Regions from separate parts of the Sus scrofa genome. Here all the other regions are linked to region 1. A link is a contact called in public HiChIP or PLAC-seq data. All regions are on one chromosome and are shown on one strand. The core of a region is the stretch at or near the end of the contact, and the rest is flanking DNA. Distances in the headings are between cores, read along the strand shown. Region 1 holds the start of PROSER1 (proline and serine-rich protein 1). Region 2 holds the start of VPS36 (vacuolar protein-sorting-associated protein 36). Region 3 holds the start of ALG5 (ALG5, dolichyl-phosphate beta-glucosyltransferase). Region 4 holds the start of SLC25A15 (solute carrier family 25 member 15). Region 5 holds the start of FOXO1 (forkhead box protein O1).

Region 1 (2,761 bases), core at 81-2,580:
ATGCCATGAGGTGTGTCAACTGTGTAATTCCAGGCTCGTAGGAAATATCCATCCTCTGTGAACACTAATACCTTTGGGATGTTATCCCCTCTCTAAAGGTACACAAAAATAACTGCTTAGGTAAGATCCGTTTTAAAGAGGCAATCTTTATGTTGGCAAAGAGAAACAAAATTTAAAAGTTAATCGAGAAATTCAGTCACGTTTAAAAAACCTGCTACGAAACCTAACAACATTATTATCTACCACATTCAAAATTAAAATGTTAACTTTAACTCAAAAAAAAAATTTCACAATTGGCAAAACATAAACGTATATATGGACTTAATACAGGAAAACTGTCTTCTTCATGTTCATAACTCCGAAAAAAATTTACTTACTTGGGCTACATAAACCAATTCGTTGAGGGAATCAACTGCAACACAAAATGTTGCTCCAGTAAAGTATTCTGAATACGTGGGCCAATCCACATCCAGCCGGTAAAGGATTTCCTCAGCTCTCCAGGAAAATTTAAAAGCAAAATGAAGACGTAGTGGGAGCTGCGTAAGAAAAGAAAATAGGAAAACGTTTTAACACTGAGACAAGCAACACGTCGGCGGTTCGGCCCCCGGTGCAGGTTTTGAGCCCAGCTAGTGCGAAAACCAGCTCCAACTCCATCCCAAGACCTCCTCCCCACAGTGCTATCCACACACCCACCAGCCGTTTCCTCACAATCCAACTCACCGAAGAGCCACAAATATGCGAATGTAAAACCAGATATGCAAGAAAGAAGCCAGCGCCGGCTACGCAGACCCAGAATCTCGCCATGACCAGACGGGAAGTCTGGTGAGGGAAAAGGATTGGCAGGCGGCTGGGGGCCACCGGACAGCCTCAAGTCCACGCACTTAGTCGCTTCCCGAGTTCCTAGCTCCAAACCCCTTTCCCTGGATGCGCGGGGTTCGAGAACGAAAAGGCAGCAGAGACCCAAGTAACAGAAAATCAGAACTGAGGTTTTGGGTTCCCAACTCGTTCCCGCCCCCGCCCTCATATCACGTGCCTCGTTTTACCCCGTGACCACCCTTCGGACCTTCCACGCTGCGGAGATCTCCGGTACGCCAGTATCGGGGCGCCCGTAGATATGCCTTAACAACTCCACATTCATTCTTTTAAATTCAGATTTAGCAATCACAAACTGGCACAATCAAATCCTAGAATCAAGGGTGTGACCCTCAAAAAATAACTTTTGGGTTCTGGGACGAACATCAGCTGCATCCAATTTCGAGACACCCAGGCATGCGCCATGGACATCTACATTCCCACACCAGGACCCCTTTAAAGTCGCTCCTGAAGGCGTGGTCTAAGCTGGCGGCGCAGAGTTGAGTTTACTCGGGTGCGACGGGCCCTATTGAAGGCCCCCAGGAGCCAGGGGGAAGCTGTGGGGGTAACCAGGAGGGGCTCCTGGCGCTCTTGGCGCTGCGGTATTCGGGAGTCCCCCTACCCGGGAGCGTTCCCCCCTTTGCCCGGCTCCTGGAGCTCTCCGGCCGCCGGCCCGCTCCCGGAAGCGGTGGCACCTGGTAACAAAGAGCCTGCCAGGCCTCCGCTGCCCGGGCTGCGGGACCGAGGAGTCCCGAGGAGCTGCTGGGAGTGAGCGCTAGTCAGGCCATGAGGCCAGGTTTGCGGCGGTGAGAGGCGGCCGGCGGCCGAGGCGCTGGTGCGGGCCGGGAAACCAGTGCCTCCTTCCTTGCCGCCCATCGGTTTCGGGGCGCAGGTGCCTCTACTCTCTGGGCCGCTCCACCTGGAAAGGCGGCTTCACGACGGCGGCACCTGGCCTTCGGCTGAAGGGACCGACGGTCTGCCTCGGGCTGCGAACCGCGGGTTTTTCTGCGGGACTCAGAGAGGACCTGGCTCTTCCGCGAGGGTTCCTGCTGCTTTGTGTAAAGAAGCTGGGGAAGCCTGACGGGTTTCGTTTTTAGTAAAAAGTTTTTATAAGTCTCCATTTTTGGAAATTTTTGCAGCGTTTGAAGTACTCTACCTCTTCGCATCCTTTCTCCTGCTCCTTGAGTCTTTTTTTCTTTCTCAGCGGTAAACATTTTTACTATTGGAGCAGACGAGGGATGAACATTTTGTAATTGAAAGTGTAACTGTTAAAACCTCGTGGAGCTAGTAGTCAAGATGGACAAAAAGTCCTTTGAAACGGTGCTGGATGAAATTAGAAAGGTAATTGCACTTAATTCCTTAATTCTGTGAGCTAAGAATTCTCTTATTCTCTTTCAGGGACTGCGTGTAAAATAATAGGATTGCAAAAAGTTGGAATTTTAACGTGGAGTGTAGAAACGTTATCTTGATGCATTTCACGATACAAACGGAAATTATGTTAAGGCTGAGATCAGTGCGGTGTTGCGGAGGTTGTTTTCAGAGTCCGGGTTCCGAATCCCGAGCTCTACAGATCATTTTTAATAGCTCCGTATTTTCGGATAAGTGATTTTAATATTTCCGAGGCGATTTCCTCATCTTTCAGTAACATAAGAGTGACTGGGAACTAGAAATAATACTTAGAAAGTTCCTTTAATGGTAGTTATTATTACGGAAAGTGTTTTTAAGTCTTGAGAATAAGCAGACTATGTTTGTTGCCTGGGAGGGCAAAATTAGCGTCCTAATAAAAAGTGTAGCATTAAGGTTAAGGTCATAGGAATGAGCTTCACTAACCTGAATTTTAAAACTTTTTTTTCTCTGCTTTCCACGTTTTTGCTGCGTTTTGGGGCGATAGTACGTAGCCTGCCTCCCA
Region 2 (2,761 bases), core at 196-2,695, 1.6 Mb before region 1:
TCTCAGCAGTCACACATATTATTTGTTCCGCCTTAAAAACCAACCAACCAACCAACCAACCAACCAAACTCTCTGGCAATCTCACTTCCCCTTCTGCTTCTGGGCAAAGAAACCAACACATAAAAACCAAACCAACCAAATTCTTCCAAAGGCTCGTCTAGTTCCCTGCCTGTAAGTCCTCTCCTCTTTTTCTCTTTTAAAAAAATCACTCCACGAAGATGGTCTTCCACCACCCCACTGGACCCACTCCTGCCAAGGCCACCAAACATCCACAGGGTAAAAGCAGTGATCAGTCCCCTGACCCACCCGTCCTTCCGCCTGTACCCTCTTTCCACTTGGTTTCCAGGATTCCACACCCTCCTGCTGTCGCCCAACCTCCCCAGCAGCTCCACCTCCTTTTCTGCACCCTTTCCTCCCCTGACCTGTGTTACTTTGGTCTCAATGAATTGTCCCATGTTCCTGAGCAATTTTGTACAGTGTGAGCTGTTAGCTTCAGGGAGATGATTTCCTTTGGATTAAAAGATAATCAAAGAATAACAGATATTCAGAAATAGCCTCATCCACACACACACACAAAGGAAACAAGAATAAACAGTTGAGTGGTAAAAAAATTTACAGAAGGGATAACACTCAATGTAGTCAAAGCGACTTGGCCTGGGTAAAGACTGACTTGCTGGTGGCAGCACATCCTAGCTAAATAAGTCCCCAGTATGTAGCAGGGTCTCTTTAAAGCTGTAATTCTACTTTGGGAAGACACTTTAAGAAAATAATCCTAAAGGGGAAAATGCATTTCAGTTGCAGAAGTACAAATATAGGTGCTTCATTTATAATGTAAAATATCTAAAGAAATGAAAGGGACAGCAGCAAGAGGCCCAGCAGATGGGAGTAGCACTCAGGGACCAGTTTGTGGGGACCAACCCACAGGTAAATTTTAAGACATCTACACACTGAATATTATCTGGAGTAAATTCATGAGGTCTATGTTAATGCAAGTGTTTAAATAAAGATGATTTTAATGGGAAAAAAGAGGAGAGCACAAAATAAGTACTTATACACTGACTGAAGCTATGTGAAAAGAATTCAGGTCATAAATATTCATTAGGGAAAAAAGTCATCATTTACAGCTTTGAATGAATATGACAGCATGCTGGGCACTGAGAAGGAAATGGCACAAATATGCAGGAATAATGCACAATAAGGAGGTCCAGGCTGCAATCTGGGCTCCCTCGAAGTCCTTTGTAAGATCTGGGTTTGTGCCCCATCTGGACAAAGGATGGGGTGGAAGTTCCCCCCGGGCCATTGGCGGATGTACCACCAGAGGGCGCGCCAAGCTTGTCTCCAGGTCTCCGGGCGCCCTCCCGCCCCCCGGCGGCGCGCGCTCCCCAGGGCGGCCGGGCTGGACCTCTCCCTCCCTGCCGGCCTCCTCTCCGCCTGCCGCCAGAGGGCGCCGCAGGCTGCCCGGCGCTCGGCTGGCCGCCCCGGAGCGCCAGCGCGGGAGTGAGGCGGGGGCCGGCCAGGCGGCGGCCATGGACCGCTTCGTGTGGACCAGCGGCCTCCTGGAGATCAACGAGACCCTGGTGATCCAGCAGCGCGGGGTGCGCATCTACGACGGCGAGGAGAAGGTAGGGAGGCGGCCCGGGTCGCTCCCCGGCCCCCGGCTCGACTCTCGGCGCCGCCCCCGCCCGCCGGAGCCCGTCCGGCGCTCGGCTCGGCCCGACTTTGGAACGGCTCCCGGGGACGCGGTGGGTGGCGGCCCCTCCGGCCCGGGAGAGACTCCTTCGGGCCGCTCGGAGGGCGCGGGCCGAGCGCGGCGCGGTCTGGGAACCCGGATTCAGCGCCCCGATCGCGGCGGACGGGCGGCGGGCAGGCCGGTTCCGCCCTCGTCGGGAGGCCCCGGGTCCTGCGCTCGCGAACCGGGCGTGGCTTCGGCGCTGGGACCTGGGGGCGCCCGGGGGACTCCCGGCTGTCGCGGCCGGAGCGTCTGGGGGACGGCTTTGGAAGGACCTCGAAAGGAGGTGTCAGCCTCTCCTTGGGACGCCTTGGCCAAAGGCTCTGCGGGTTTTTTTGGGGGGAGGGGGTGACCTAAGAAAAGGGTTTTGATGATTTGCTTTGTACAGCGATGTAGTAGGCCATGCCTGGTCACCCGAGCTTAAACCTTAGGAGATCTGTTTGCAAACTGAGAGGGAAAAATACTGTGTAAGACATTCCCTGGAGACTTCTCTCAAACTGCAAACTGTCATCCTGTTCTGGGGAAATGTATAAGCTGGAATTAGGAAAAAAAAATTTAAAAACCCGTTTCCTCCCCAGCGTTTTTCGTTTGCACAAGTTTTCCCTGCACCCTCTACTTCCTTGCAGTTTCGTTAGAGGAACTTCCTGTTGTACTTTTGCATGGGTTCCTGGACTCAGCTTTTCCTGATCATGCTTTGCAGAAGCTGGAGGCCTCCTGCCTTGAAGGTAGCAGAGGGCCTGGGTCACAACCTTCCTTCGGAGGCAAGGCTGACGGGACCGAGGGCCCAAGGTTCTCTGCCTCTTGGAGGGCATTGTTTCATATTTCCATTTTGGAGTCAAAGTCTTTTCCTTAAATCATTTCGTTGGCCTCAACTCTGTTTACTGCTTCAGTCCTTTCATTAATTTGATCTTGTATTGGGCTGGCATCTTTTGGTTGGAGCAACAAGCTAAAGGTTTTTGGGTTTTCAAACCGAGGTTACACCTTTGGAACTCTTGTCGTAAATGGGAAACAAATCAACCCCCCTCCCCAGCC
Region 3 (2,761 bases), core at 104-2,603, 1.4 Mb after region 1:
CCGTTCCTTTCACTACGACCCCCTCCAGTCCTCCCGCCCGTCGCCTACTTCCGTGATGGAAGGAAGTGGGCGTCCGGTGGGATGGTCTCTCGGTGAGAAAAATCCCACCTAAAGAGTAAATGAAGCTGCAATCCGCTAGGATACGAACTCCCGCCCGCCGTGCAGCCACACTCACTTGAACCCGGCCGCCATCTTCCCGCCCGCGCGCCTGCGCCTGCGCCTGCGCCTGCGCCTGCGCCTGGGTATCGCCTCACCTCTGGCCCGCGCAGCTGCTCCGCCGCGGCACTTTCAACACTGATGTTTGTTTGTGCCTTTCTGCTGCCTGGTATCTGGAAGGCAGAGTACAATGGGGGAGAGCTAAGCCAGGCGGGGCGGGGATTGTTTCCTGCATGCCTTCCCTTCGACCGCCACTAGCCAGACGCCCTTCAAGGTTTCCTTGCTTTTGGCGTGTTTTGACGAATCGGCTATTAGAGAAGTGACCAGTGTCTGTTTAGAAACTGTGGTAGTTCAAGACTCAGGAGAAAACCTACCTTACATCAGAGGATCAAGTATTTGAGTGTGGAGCATTACTCCAGTGTTTCAGCATCCTTTTCCCGCCCCCTTCTTGACTGGGCCCTGGGCTTGCCTCCTCCCAGGTAAAGTCCTCCCTGCTCCAGCACGGAAGAATCACCTAAATTTTCTGCTCGCTCCTTATCCGCACCAAGCAACCTGACCGGGCTCCAAAGGAGCAGTTTTGTTGTAGACTGTGTCATGGTTCAAGACCTACACCTCCCTCTTAGATAGGGTTGCCAGATAAAATACAGGGCATCCAACTCAATTTGAATGTCAGATAAAGAGTAGTTTGTTACTGTGGGTACAAGAAAAAATTTTCACTTGATTAGTTGCTACCAGAAGCTGGGGAATAACTGGGAAAGTTTTAGAAATAGTGACGATGGTTGAAAGAAATTGTAAATGCAATTAATGTCGTTGTAGTGTACACGTAAAGTGTATAGAGTGCCAAATTTTATGTTTTACATTATCAGAGTTTGAAAAAATTAATGTGTGGATTGTATGGTATGTGAGTTGTATTTTAATAATGCTGTTAAATAAAACGATTCGTTGCTTATCTGAAATTCAAATTAAATGGATATCCTGTACTTTTATTTGTTAAATCTGGCAACCCTGCTACTGTGGAACTGAGTGAGCGCCTGCCCCTCGCAAGGACTGAGCGTCTCTCACACCGCTAAGTATTCCTCGCCTCGCCGCGCGGCGGCGCTGTGGGCGGCGGGCGCCCGACCGGCGCGGCCTCTCTGCGGGCGGGAGGCGGGGCCCGCGGCTGCACTTCCGCGTGTGTGTAGGCGCTGCAGAGGGCGGGCGGCGGCGGCCTCTGGGCATGGAGTATGGTTCCGCTCCTGCTGCAGTTGGCCGTGCTTGGCGCGGGGCTGGCGGCCGCAGCCCTAATTCTGGTGAGGAGAGGGGTTGGGGACCGACGCGGGTGCGGGTGGAGACTCGGCCCCCAGGCATCCTCTCCTCCGCACTGCCGGTTCTTCGACGTGTCCCTTGAACCATGCTTCACCTAAGCTCCGACCCCAGAATTTCTTCTGCTAGAATTTTACGCATCTTTCTAACGTTCTTTATTTTTATCTTGGAGCTTTATTTCCCTGCGTGTCCAGAGCCTAGAACTTGGGTTCACTGGGCCATGCCCACCCTGTCTTCTTTCGCCCCCTAGTCTCCGGACCCTCTGCCGCCCGCCGCGTCTGTCCCGACCTCTCCAGCATTTCCTCCCGGCCTTGCAGTCGCTGCAGTTCTGGCCCCACCAGGGAGGTCTTGAGCCCCCAGATGTTTGCTTTGCAGGCTCTCCCTTCCCGATGTAGATAAGGAAATAGAAAGTGGTGGCAGCACTGACAAGTGCCATCTGTTACGGGATTGGTTAGACTCGTGCATTAAGGAGACCCACTGGGGTCACAGGAATACCTAGACAAGGCCAGTGTTACCATATGCTGGGGGTCAATATGTCCCAGAATTCAACACCTTAAGTTTGCTGCCTCTAAATGAGGCAACACAGTAGAACTTAAGCTCGGATTTTCTTTGCCATTACGGTGGAAACACAGAATCATTGTAACACTTGCTGATCCAAAAGTAGTAGAAAAGTTGCCAAGTGAACTTTCTCCCATGTGTTTTGGAATGGGTCTGTCATCTAGTTAGTAAATGGAGTAGAAAAAGCGTCAAGTGAATTACTCTACCACCCCGCCCCAACTCTCTGGCACCTAGTTAGTGAATGGAGAGGTTCCTGCTTCCTTGACTTTGAAGTTGGCAGCCTAGATAGCATTGCTAGGAAGGCCACTTTGCCATCTTGCCAGAATTTTACAGCTTAAAAGTAGTTTAGAGAAACAGCAATATATCCTGACTTCTTCAGTGTTTGTGTGTTTGGGTGGGAAAGGAATCCTCTTTGCCCTTAGTATATGGACATTTGGGGAGTCGGGGGAGGTTAGCTTTAGGATGGGGCAGAGTTTGACAGAATCCTAAATTGAATCTGCCTAATGTTGACTCTTGCACGTATTTAAATGTGTATGTTATGAGATTGTCTTGGAAATACTTTAAAAAAAACACTTTATTTTATTAAAGTATAGTTGATTTACAATGTTGTGCCTATTTCTGCTGTACAGCAGAGTGACCCAGTCATATATATATGTAATATATTTATATATATATATATTCCTTTTCTTATATTATCTTCCATCATGGTCTATCCCAAGAGACTGGATATAGTTCCCTGTGCTAT
Region 4 (2,761 bases), core at 172-2,671, 1.3 Mb before region 1:
CAGAAAAAACCCAACCCTGCCTTTTAGAGGAAAATGGAGGCAGTGAGGAGAGGAGCCACACAGGCAGGGTATGTCCAGCAGAGCCTCTCAGAAAATTCTCTAGGGTTCATTCCCTTGGGGGGTGGACATCTCTTTCTTAATTTAGCAGGAAAGAGGCACAGCAGATGGTACTATCTCATCAATGCGAAGTCAACCCCTTTAGGTAAAAGTCAGAAACGCATCAACTGCTACAAATAACCGCTTGTAGAATTTTTAGGACAGTAAACAGAACACAGAGTAACTCAGAAGGTGTGGGCAACTGTTTCAAATTAAGCGTAGGTTTGGCTTGAAGATAACAGGTCTTGCAGAGGCAAGACTGATTAGCATGACTTAATTACATTGATTCGTGAGCCTTTGGTACCCGTGGAACAGAAAAACTAAGTCCTTACAGCGTCCCTTTTACCCCTCTTTCAAACTACACCAAAGTCCGACTCCAGAAGAAACAGCGCCAAATATCTTCCCGTTCCTTGGGGAAATTCTCTTTTCTTGGGGGAAAATCCGAGGAGGCCTCATTCCCCACTAATTAACACGAATTGCTCCGGGAAGATTCCAGCTTCAGGCCGAAGCTGGCGCGGTGGGAGGCCGCCCTCCATCCAGACCGCCCAGAGCTGAAGCCCAAGGGCGTTGGGATGCAAACCGGCCTCGCTGCTCAGCAGCCGGGAAGGGGCTCCAGCTCCGGGGGCTCGGGATCCCAGTCCGCACGAGGGGCGGCTTAGGGAAACGACTTCTAACTTGGTCTTCCCGGTTCGCTGACTCTGCCCAGCAATCTGCGAGTCTCCCATTCATAAGCGCCTCCGCCCCGTCCGGCGCGAGACTCAGATGGCGCGGAGCCCGGAGGCTCGGTGACACGACGAGGGGGCAAAGGAGGACAACCTTTCCCAGGAGTTGACCACTGCGGGCAGGAGGCCGCAGAGCCCCGCAGTCTCCGCCGAGCCCGGGGCAGCGCCCGGGAGTGGGGCGCCCGCGGGTCCCCGGGCACGTGTGCGGCGGGTCCGAGACCCCGGATCCCAGCTGCCCGGAAAGGTCACGCCGCTCAGGCGCGGAGGCCCGCCCGCTCCCCACTCCCTCCTCCCGGCCAGTTCCCTGCAGCCCGCGAGCGCCCGGCGGGGCTGCGCTCACCGCCGAGCCGACCGGCTGCGTCCTGCTCGCGCTCCGCCGCCTGCTCTCGACTCTCCCTGGGCTGCGGGGGCGGCCGCTTCACACACACGTCGGCGCCAGGCCTGCCCTCCGCCCCGCCTCCCGCGCCGGACTGCTCCCTGCAGGCGGCCCCGCGGGCTCAGGAGCGCCCCTGCAGCCGGGGCGGGCTGCGCGGGGCCGGCCTGGGCCGGTGAGCCTCCTGCCCGCCAGCCCCCAGCCGCGCGCCGGGGAAGCGGAAATCGGCGCGGTGCGGCGACGCGCTCAGGCCAAAAGGCCGCCCCTCGCCGGGAGCAGGCGGGGCTGGCGGGGCTGGCGGGGCTGGCGGGGCTGGCGGGGCTGGCGGGGCTGGCGGGAGGGCTGGGAGCCCAGGCCTCCACGTTGCTTTCGTGCCTCGCGGTTCCCGGAAGCGCTCGGTGAGCTCGATTCTAGTGAGATCTCAGGGAGGGGGCTGAGGGTGCCCGGAGTTTGGACGAGTGACTGATGCCTTTACGCTGGTTAACCTTGCTCGGACTCGAAACTCAAGGCTCTCATTTTATAATTGAGTACGAAAGTACTGGAAAGGTAGTGATGGAAAATAAATTCACTTATTGCTGGTGAAAACCAAACCCAAAACATTTCCCACTAATTCTTCTTCGAGGAGCTCCGGCTCCACTGATGACATTTGGAAAAGCACACCCACCGATGAAAACTATAGCCCTAAATGTCTTCTCAATTCCTAATGAATTATAGTTGGTTCTATGGCTCTCCGGCATTTTATTAAAAAGCTCAATTCAGGGAGTCTGTTGGGAATTCCTGTTGTGGCTTAGCAGTAACCAAGCAGACTAGTGTCCATGACACAGGCTGGATCCCTGGTCTCCTTTAGTGGGTTAAGGATCCAGCGTTATCGTGAGCTGTGGTGGAGGAAGCAGATCCACTAGAATCCCTGGTGGCTGTGGCTTTGGGTAGGCTGGCAGCTGCAGATCTGATTCGACCCCCAGCCTGGGAATTTCCATATGCCACCGGTGCGGCCCTTTTTAAAAAAGAAGTCTTGTGTACCAGGAGTAAAGGAATTTTCTCTAGTGCACTAGACACAGATCCACTCAGTTGGAAAGGTCTTGGTCTATTACTGACAGGTGCTCAGTGTCACAGCCATGGCCTTCAGAGGGCCTTGGTTCAAACTTCATGGATTTATTTGACTTTTCTACACAGTTTTCTTCCTTAAAACGTGCCGTCATTTTCTTTTACAACTTTCTGCCCTGTTTGGATGTGATGTTTGACTACTGCCAATGTATATTTAAGTGATTTTATGTGAGGGCCAGTGACAAATATTTGAGGTAACTTGTGTGAGTCTTTAAACATGGATGCACAGCTGACTAGACCTTCTGGAGGAAGGAGGTGCTATGAAGGCGTCCGAGCTCCTGGTGAATGAGGGGCTCCTCAACACAGCACAAGACTGTCTTCTCCCAAAATCAGCACTTTAGAACTCAAGCTTCCAGAACATAACTTCATTATAGAAACAAGCCAGGGGCTTTGAGTGACTTGCCCAAAGTGACATGTAACATAACCAGTGGGCAGCAGATGAGGAGCAGAACCTACAGTACAACAT
Region 5 (2,761 bases), core at 135-2,634, 1.2 Mb before region 1:
GGACAGAGTCCGGGTTCCCGCCCAGGGGTAGAGGTTCCCACGGAGGGCACGAGGGCTAGGACGCCTGTGGGTCTGAGGGTGCGTGGGAAGTAGGACTATCTGCAGCCCGCGCCGAGCCCCCTTCTCTCGCTTCCACTCTTTCAGGTCAAGAATGGAGGGAACCCGGCTGGCGGGTGCTGGGCCGGACAACGGGCCCCCGGCTACACTCGACCTCAGAGGCTCAGCCCTCGGGCGCAGACAGGTGGGTTCCGGTCGCGGAGGCGGCGGCCAGGGCGTCCTCCGCGCGGACACGACAGTCAGAGCCCGGGCCCCTGGAGGCGTGCGCGGCTCGCGCGGGGCCCGAGGACTCGATACATCGCAGGAAAAGGAAAAAAACACAAAACAAAAACAAAACCCACCGACTTCCCCGCGTTTCTCAGCAAAGGAGTCGAGGGCGGAGTCGAGAGGGGGCGACTGAGCAGAATTCCGCGAGGCCGCCTCCGCCCGCCCACTCAGCGCCCCCGAAGCGCCCAGCGTCTCCGGCCCCCGCCCCGCCCGGCTTTGGGCCCGGAGCGGAGGTCGAGGGCAAGCGAGCGACTCGTTCCACTCGGGCTTCCCGAGTACTCGGTTCTGCTCCCCGGTAGTAAACAAAGTGTCGCCGCCGCCTCCACGCTGGTTTGCCTCACAGCAATCAAAACACTGAGAGCGGAGAGACTCACAGAAACATTCGAAAATTACCAGAAAATAATAACAGAGAGCCAAAAAAAAAAAAAAAAGAGTGAGGGAGACTGTGCGTGTGTGAGAAAGAAAAAAACACCCCACTACCCCCACCAACCCACTGCCACCTCCCGCTGGAAAACCAGCCCCCGCCCAGGCCGGCGTCCACTGGCTGCCTGGGCGGTGCCGCCGCGAGCTCATTGGCTGCTGGGGCTATCAGTCAGGGGCGGGCAAGCGCGCGCGCCGCCGCGGGCGGGGGGCGGCGGCAGATCCCGTAAGTCGGGCGGCAGCGTAGTCGCAGCAGCAGCCGCCGCTGCCGCCGCCGCCGCCGCCACATTCAACAGGCAGCAGCGCCGCGGTCGCGCCGCCGGGGAGAGTGAGCGGCCCGCGGCGCCCGTCCTTCCTTCGGTTTTCGGGCCGTGTCAGTAGGAGCGCGACGCTGGCGCTGCCTGGGCTGGGCGACTCTGGCCTGCCGTCCCGTCCGTGCAGCGGACCTGGAGGAGCCTAGATGTTGATGGACCCGCGAAGTTAAGTTCTGGGCTCGCGCTTCCACTTCGCCGCCGCGTCTTGCTCCGGGTTTCCGTCCGCCCGCGGCACCGACCTCGCCCCCCAAAATCTCGGACCGGCTCTTCGCGCCCTCTCCCCTCAGCTCCTGGTGCAGCGCCCTCGCACTTCTTGGCAATCCCGCTGCTGGGGGAGGGGCGGGGGTCACCATGGCCGAAGCGCCCCAGGTGGTGGAGATCGACCCGGACTTCGAGCCGCTGCCCCGGCCGCGCTCGTGCACCTGGCCGCTGCCCAGGCCGGAGTTTAGCCAGTCTAACTCGGCCACCTCCAGCCCGGCGCCGTCGGGTGGCCCAGCCGCGAACCCCGACGCTGCCGCGGGCCTGCCCTCGGCCTCGGCGGCCGCTGTCAACGCCGACTTCATGAGCAACCTGAGCCTGCTGGAGGAGAGCGGGGACTTCCAGCAGGCGCCCGGCTCCGTGGCGGCGGCGGCGGCGGCGGCAGCCGCGGTGGCGGCGGCGGCCGCCGCTGCTGCCACCGGGGGGTTGTGCGGGGACTTCCAGGGCCCAGAGGCGGGCTGCCTGCACCCGGCGCCGCCGCAGCAGCCCCCGCCGCCCGGGCCGCTGTCGCAGCACCCGCCTGTGCCCCCCGCCGCCGCCGGGTCGCTTGCCGGGCAGCCGCGCAAGAGCAGCTCGTCCCGCCGCAACGCGTGGGGCAACCTGTCCTACGCCGACCTCATCACCAAGGCCATCGAGAGCTCGGCAGAGAAGCGGCTCACGCTATCGCAGATCTACGAGTGGATGGTCAAGAGCGTGCCCTACTTCAAGGATAAGGGCGACAGCAACAGCTCGGCAGGCTGGAAGGTGAGTGGCCTCGGGGCGCACGGCTGGAGCGGGAGGGGGGCACGGGAAGCCCTGCCTCCGCCTTAGGTCGGAGGGGACGGCTGTGCAAATTTGCTTGGCTTGAAAGTGCAGGGCACGCGGGCAGCGCGTGCAAGAAGCATCGGAGGTGGGTGGTGGGCTTGCCTCGGACCCGTCGGAGGATTGGAATAAACGTCTGTGTGTACGCTCTCGTGAGAGTTGGAGCGGGAGCGGGAAGGGGCGAGTTGGGACCGAAGTAGTGAAAAAAGTACGCCAAGAAGTGGACCTCAGAGCAACCAGAAAAAAAGTTCTCCAGTGAACGGAGAGCGGGGTTCACTGCGACCTGCCCCCCCTTCTCCACGGCCCGCGCGAACTCCTGCCGCTGCTCCTTTCCCTCCACGACCTCAGGGGTGAGGGCGGCTCCCCTCCTCCCCCGCGGCCCCCCAGCTCCCCGCCGCCCCGCGGAGCCGTTTCCGCAGCGCTGGGCGGGGGAGGCCGCTGCGAGGGGCCTCGGAGCCCCGCCGCTGGGGGACGGGGCTGCAGGTGGAGGGGACAGGCAGGGCGCGAGGCAGCCGGCCCGTGGAGGTTGGCCGCGCGGTTTTTGGAGGCCGTATGCATTTTGTTTTATTTTGATTTTATTCTAAGTGGCCTCGAGTGCAGGGGTCCGGGCGCGCAGAGCCAGAGGTAGCGTCTCCGACACGTGC

The links. HiChIP or PLAC-seq counts read pairs in DNA pulled down with a chosen protein or histone mark.
Region 2: a contact with region 1 is called in an H3K27ac HiChIP or PLAC-seq map of skeletal muscle, with 4 times the contacts expected there. The contact joins the promoter of VPS36 here to the promoter of PROSER1 in region 1. A contact is called at or near these places in 3 of 47 Hi-C or Micro-C datasets (embryonic fibroblasts, heart right ventricle and subcutaneous adipose tissue) and 2 of 2 datasets of contacts at active chromatin or transcription factors (alveolar macrophages and skeletal muscle).
Region 3: an H3K27ac HiChIP or PLAC-seq map of alveolar macrophages shows a contact between it and region 1. The contact joins the promoter of ALG5 here to the promoter of PROSER1 in region 1. A contact is called at or near these places in 1 of 5 promoter capture datasets (fetal liver) and 1 of 2 datasets of contacts at active chromatin or transcription factors (alveolar macrophages).
Region 4: a contact with region 1 is called in an H3K27ac HiChIP or PLAC-seq map of alveolar macrophages. The contact joins the promoter of SLC25A15 here to the promoter of PROSER1 in region 1. A contact is called at or near these places in 1 of 47 Hi-C or Micro-C datasets (heart right ventricle) and 1 of 2 datasets of contacts at active chromatin or transcription factors (alveolar macrophages).
Region 5: an H3K27ac HiChIP or PLAC-seq map of alveolar macrophages shows a contact between it and region 1. The contact joins the promoter of FOXO1 here to the promoter of PROSER1 in region 1. A contact is called at or near these places in 1 of 47 Hi-C or Micro-C datasets (embryonic fibroblasts) and 2 of 2 datasets of contacts at active chromatin or transcription factors (alveolar macrophages and skeletal muscle).

The regions. Positions count from the first base shown.
Region 1 is chr11:14,182,415-14,185,175 of Sscrofa11.1, reverse strand. It overlaps PROSER1 (proline and serine-rich protein 1), which reads left to right and starts at 1,330. Exons shown (of 13, transcript XM_021065266.1): 1 at 1,330-2,193. The coding sequence starts at 2,149. NHLRC3 (a long non-coding RNA gene) reads right to left here and starts at 1,040. Exons shown (of 10, transcript XR_002336530.1): 1 at 721-1,040; 2 at 378-536; 3 at 1-92.
Region 2 is chr11:15,734,153-15,736,913 of Sscrofa11.1, reverse strand. It overlaps VPS36 (vacuolar protein-sorting-associated protein 36), which reads left to right and starts at 1,445. Exons shown (of 13, transcript XM_005668376.3): 1 at 1,445-1,622. The coding sequence starts at 1,527.
Region 3 is chr11:12,814,561-12,817,321 of Sscrofa11.1, reverse strand. ALG5 (ALG5, dolichyl-phosphate beta-glucosyltransferase) reads left to right here and starts at 1,353. Exons shown (of 10, transcript NM_001244320.2): 1 at 1,353-1,445. The coding sequence starts at 1,380. EXOSC8 (exosome complex component RRP43) reads right to left here and starts at 241. Exons shown (of 11, transcript XM_021065264.1): 1 at 176-241. The coding sequence starts at 192.
Region 4 is chr11:15,492,836-15,495,596 of Sscrofa11.1, reverse strand. SLC25A15 (solute carrier family 25 member 15) reads right to left here and starts at 1,421. Exons shown (of 7, transcript NM_001243910.1): 1 at 1,159-1,421. It overlaps LOC106505276, which reads left to right and starts at 859. Exons shown (of 3, transcript XM_021065390.1): 1 at 859-881; 2 at 952-1,589. The coding sequence starts at 859.
Region 5 is chr11:15,408,682-15,411,442 of Sscrofa11.1, reverse strand. It overlaps FOXO1 (forkhead box protein O1), which reads left to right and starts at 1,384. Exons shown (of 3, transcript XM_021065269.1): 1 at 1,384-2,060. The coding sequence starts at 1,410. LOC102160118 (a long non-coding RNA gene) reads right to left here and starts at 810. Exons shown (of 5, transcript XR_001299536.2): 1 at 399-810.